2 separate regions of the Columba livia genome follow, and region 1 is linked to region 2. A link is a contact called in public Hi-C data. All regions are on one chromosome and are shown on one strand. The core of a region is the stretch at or near the end of the contact, and the rest is flanking DNA. Distances in the headings are between cores, read along the strand shown.

Region 1 (2,700 bases), core at 166-2,665, 37 kb before region 2:
CATTTTAAAGCACTAAAGCTGGTTGGGTCTGCCCATACGCAGACAAGTTTCCTCTCACAAACAACGTTGCAGCAGCAGAACAAATTCTTTTAAAAGCGCAAGACTCCAGAAACAGCCTTCTCTAGCGATAACCAAGCATGACTGCTGATAACCCAAAGCCTCTGGGCATCTGTAGACAGATGCTGGAAACCTGATTTCGGGAGGTCTCAAATGCTCATTCAATAACACTGATTTCAGAGACTCCTGAGCACACAATCTCATCTCTGTTTGTGTGCTTATGTTTGAAGCCTTTGGGAGCTTAGACAGAAATTTAAAAAACAGATAAAAACACGTTATGACATAATTGTGTAGCAGTAGACCTGACTCAGCTAGTTGGGAAATTGTAGAAAGCCAGAGAAGGCAGATTGCAGACAGAATTAAAGTGAAGCTACTGAAGTTTTAATAGCCACTTGTCCCATTGGTGTATCAGTCACATATGTTCTGCTGACCCTCCCCTATCCCCCTTCAACATCCTTTAGGATCATTTTCTTTGCTGCAGCAAACACCTGCCTCCTTAAAGTCCACGCAAGCCACCACACAGCACGACGGGGAAAGCCATCTTATGAACCCAAACCTCGTTTGCAAGCCCCCCTCGCCCGTTCCCGGCGGCCGCGGTGCGCAGGCCGGGCGCGCTCGCAAAGCCACGTCAGCCTCGCTCCTTCCGGCTCACACGGTGCCAGCCGCTCACACGGCCGCACCGCGGCGGCCCGGCCCACGCAACCACGCGTGCGGATTACCCGTGGCGCGGCGGGAGGGGCCCCTGCGAAGAGATCTGGGGGGGGAAAAAGCCTGTATTTGGGTCAAGCCTAACGCCTGCCCTACTCCCGCGCCACCCGATGTCCGGATGGCGGAACCCCTGGGCGAGCGGAGGCCGCTAACGCGAGGCGAGTCCTGCCCCGTGGCTCCCGCCGGCAGGAGGCCAGGCCCGCGCTGAACCCACGCGTGGACCGGCGTTATGCGTGGAAAACGTCACACAGACCCACTCCCCGCCCACGCGCGGCCGGGGAGGCGGGGCCACGCCGTCCGCCCCGGCTCACCCTCGTTTCCCTTTCCCCCTCCCGCTCCCGCCTGCCGGGGCGCCGCCGCCACGGCCGCACCTTGAGGTTGGCGGAGGGTCCGGTGGAGGAGCCCGGCGGGGCGCCGATCTCGTACTCGCCCGTGACCAGCGTGTCGCGGTGGATCTCCTCCCGCAGGCACTTCCGCGCCTTGCCCGGCAGCTGGAAGGAGATGGGCCGCACCGGGCCCACCAGCAGCAGCAGCAGCAGGGCCAAGAGCGGGGCCTGCCGCAGGCGGGGGCGGCCGGGCAGCGGCAGCGGCATGGCGGCGGCTCCGGGTGCGGCGGGCCGTGCCTCCGCCACACGTGACCAGCAACGCCGCGCGTCACGGGGGCGGGGCCGGGGCGGGGCCGCGCGGGTGGGAGGATCGTCGCTGGGGTCCCACGCAGGCGGGGGTTAGCGGGTGTCTGGCCACGTGCTCCGGGGGTGCGGGTCCGCCGCGCCTAGGTACTGAAGTTTGTCGCTTCAGATGGGAGATTTAATTCTTAAATAAATGTTTAATTATATTAATTCATTATTAATGACTGATAATGAGCCATAATAATTTCATCCATTAAATAAATGAATTAAAAAAAACCAAACAAACCGTGCTCCAATGCAGAGGAGCACACTGAGGGTGGACGAGCAGTCTGAATTTCATGGAGCCTTCTGCACAGCTGGGCACCCCCCAGCTCCTTGTCTGAGAGATGCACTTGCTGTTTTGGTGGGGTTTGGTTTTTTTGTTTGTTTGGGGTTTTTTTTGGTGTGTTGTTTTTTTGTTTGTTAGTTTTTAATTTCTGAGTAGTTTTCCTCTGGTCCTGTTCAGTCAAGAAAATATAGTTTTATCAGATGTGTTACTTTTTTGGGTCAGCATCCTCCAAATACAATAGCAGCAAAGGTATGCAAGTGCTTTTAACAGCAAATAAAATTATCATGACTTTTAAAGATACTTGAAGGATTATTTTTTTCTCTCCCTTTCCGACACGTCCTCAGATCTGCTTTTTCCTTTGTTTTTTTTTTGCGCTTGCTCTATTTTACTCTCAGGACCATAGCAGTAAATAACCCACCAAGCAGCTCTGGAGCGCTGCTCCCCTGGCCCCACACCAGCAGCCCCCTCCTCTCCCAGCCTCCCTCCCCGGCCCTGCTGCAGGGATCCCAGCGAGCGGCACCACGGGGGGGACCTGCACGAGTGGAACAAGCACCTTGCCCTGCTGGGGACAGAGGGACGCAGATCTCCCGGGTGTGTGATTATGACCGCCACAGCTGCAGCCAGCTCCTGGGCTGGGCTGCAAATATTTGGGTATGTTGAGGTGCAAGGAAAGGCAGGAAGAAAGGAATGGATAATGTATTGGTTTGGGCTGGGGTAGAGATAATTTTCTTCATGGTAGCTAGTGTGGGGCCACATTTTGGATTTGTGCTGGACACAGTGTTGATAACACAGGGATGTTCTAGCTATTGCAGGGTGGTGCTTACAGACTCAAGGCCTCTGCTGCTCTTCACACCACCCCACAGCGAGGAGGCTGGGGCTGCATAAAGGAGCTGGGACACAGCCAGGACAGCTGACCTAAATTGGCCAAAGGGATATTCCATACCATATGGTGTCATGTTTAGTCTATAAAGCTGGAGG
Region 2 (2,700 bases), core at 85-2,584:
ATATTGAGGGCATAAGTGATTTGCCTAAAGTCAGTTTGGAGTGGCGACTCTTCAAAGTGTGTGCTAAAATCCTAACATTTTACTGTGAAGGTGATCAAACACTGGAGCAGGTTGTCCAGAGAACCTCCAGCCTAGAGGTTGCTAGAACTTGACTGTCTGAGATCCTGAGCAGCCTGCTCTAAGAGGCCCTGCTTGAGCAGGGTTGGGCTAGGTGACCCCTTCCACCCTATGTGATACATGGAGTCGATGATTGGCAGTGTCAGCTTGGTCACGGAAAGTAGAGTAACGCACTGGTGGTGTGTGTGAAAGCAGCTGAGTGGTGACACACAGCATTTGTGGCAAGGACCTATTCTAGATGTATGAAACATCTCTCTGCATATGTATGATGTGGATGACATGCTCTGACAGATCTAACTAGCAGTTTAAAATACCATCTTTGCTGTCTGTCATGGGTTGTTGGCTCTCCCAGGTGACAGAAAGAGAGCCTGTGTGTACCCTCCCCATCCTCAGTGCTATTAGCTAACCAAGTGACTGAGGAAAGGGGCTTGTGCAGAGCTCCTCAATGCCTAGTGACAAAGGCTGAAGTTCACATTCCTTTCTGCCTCCCCTGGAATGGATGTGTTAACCCAGTCCAGGAGAGCAGGTGGAGAGACTGGCATGGGAATGCCTGAAACCACCTCTGCCAGTTGCATCAACAGAGGAGTCAGACCCCTGAGGCAGAGCTTTTAGGCTCAGCCACCTCTAAACCCAGGTCTTTGGGTTCCCACAACATCCATCCACTGGGCTTTCTTTCCCACATGTCTGATTTTCCATAGTTGTCATCTGTGGATAAAGTGCCATAGTTTAAACCAACATGCTATAGTTCTTACTGGATCTAACAGAAGCATGAAAATGTCTTTGTGGCTTCGATGCTCGGTTGTGTGATGAATGTGAACATGACCCTGAGCTGTAGCAAAGCTATCTGGTAAAGTGGCACACGGCTGCTCCTGTCTGCTGAGTTTTGGCAGTCCCCCTTCCAGGTCCTGTGTCAGTGGAAGAATCTTGGTGCTACTTGGGATTTCATCATCCCAGTGCCTGGAGTCATGTGGTTATGTAAGAATTTAAATTTCGGTTTTTGTTAAGCATGTGTTTAGGTCTTGACATCAAGGAGGAGAGTTGGGCAATATGAACCCTGTATCTCCAGACGCTTGAAGCAACAAGCAATGTTCAGTGCTTACCACAGCAATATCGAGCCAATCTTGGGAGTTACTGGAGATGTGGCTGGTGGGCTGGCACCCGCGGGGGCAGCCGGCCGGGCAGCCTCCTCCACATGACTCCCCGGCTGAACAAAACGCCCCCAGCCTCTCTGTGCCTCGGCCAGGGCCCCGTGCAAGTCCCCTCCTGAGACCCGCGCTCCCCGGCGGCTGCTCAGCCTCTCGTCGTGTCGCCGCGGCTCCTCCGTGACAGCCGCCACTGTCACCGGCTCCCCGCCGGGGCTCTCCCGTCCCGGTGAGAGCATCCCGCAGTGCGCTCTGCTGGCCGGGCTCCTGCCCCGCTTCCCGGCGCTCGGCACTCGTCACTGCAGCCCTGGGCAGTCCCGGCATGTTTTTGCAGCCGTGCAGGAATGCTGCTGGTCCGGTGGGTAGGTCTTCATTCCTCGCCTTCCACTGCTCTCTGCTGGTCACCGGGAAGCTGAGCACTGGTGGAGAGAAGCAGAAGTGACTAGTTCTAGTTGAGGAGGATTGAATCAGGGTGCTCTGACCACGGAGGTCGTTACTCCAGCCCCCGGCTCAGAGCACGTCGAACAAGAGTGTGTTGCTCACTGCATTGTCCAGTTGGGTTTTGAATGTCTCTGGGAAGAAAGGTTCCACAGATTTTCTGGGAAACTCAGTCCAGTGTTTGACCACCCTCATAGTAAAAAATCAGGATCTTTGAAACATTCTTGGAAGAGTTCCCCCACTGCATTTGCAAACTTTTGATAAATTCCAAGTACTTTTTCAGCAAAGTGGATCCTCAGCCAGGTAGCATCCCGTACTGTTGCATGGAGTTATTCCCTCCCAGGTGAGGGGCTTTGCATTTGATTTTTTTTTTTTAAACTTCAAGAGGTTCCTATCAGCCATTTATCCAGCCTATTGGGATTTCTCTAAGTAGTAGCCCTACTCTCTGTGTATATCAGCCACTACCCCTGGTTTGGTGGCCATATGCTTTGTCACATCATTCAGGGTTTTGATAAAGGCATTACAGAGCATTTGCCCTGGTATTGACCCTTGAGAGGTGCTGCTCAACTCTCCTGGTTGTCACTTGGACTTTGTAACTCATCAAAGCTCATCAGCTTTGAGCTCGGTGGTCCAGCCAGTTTTCGATAAACCTAATTATTCATGTACCCAGTGACTATCTCACTAATTTGATAATACAAACACTAGGGGAGATGGCATTGAGAGCCCCACTAAAGTCAATCTAAACTAATGGCTCAGCCACAACCAAAGCGCTGATGCTTCAGCCCCAGAGCATCAGCCTGTTTTGCCAGCTGCGCGCCAGACAGACCTTCCAGTCCCCTCCACAGAACCTCTACCCCAGTCACTCACCTGATCCCATCTGCACTGACACTCTCAGGCTGCCCTCCTTGCTCTTGCCCATCTGCTTTCCAACGATTGCCCAGCCTCACAAGGGTGCTTCCTGGGGCAGGACCAGGTAGGCAGGTAGACTTTTCATGGTTGTTGA

What was found. Hi-C and Micro-C count contacts between places; a contact is called where the count stands out from the background.
Region 1: a Hi-C map of liver shows a contact between it and region 2, with 4 times the contacts expected there. The contact joins the promoter of TMED10 here to the enhancer-like site in region 2. A contact is called at or near these places in 2 of 2 Hi-C or Micro-C datasets (crop and liver).

What each region holds. Positions count from the first base shown.
Region 1 is chr5:25,381,724-25,384,423 of bColLiv1.pat.W.v2, reverse strand. It overlaps TMED10 (transmembrane p24 trafficking protein 10), which reads right to left and starts at 1,415. Exons shown (of 5, transcript XM_065063924.1): 1 at 1,137-1,415. The coding sequence starts at 1,358.
Region 2 is chr5:25,344,260-25,346,959 of bColLiv1.pat.W.v2, reverse strand. No RefSeq gene overlaps it. Among named protein-coding and RNA genes, the nearest start is that of FOS, 13 kb to the left of the region's middle. Within about 2 kb of position 1,334, at least 1 of the 3 cell types and tissues checked has an H3K27ac peak away from gene starts, as active enhancers do.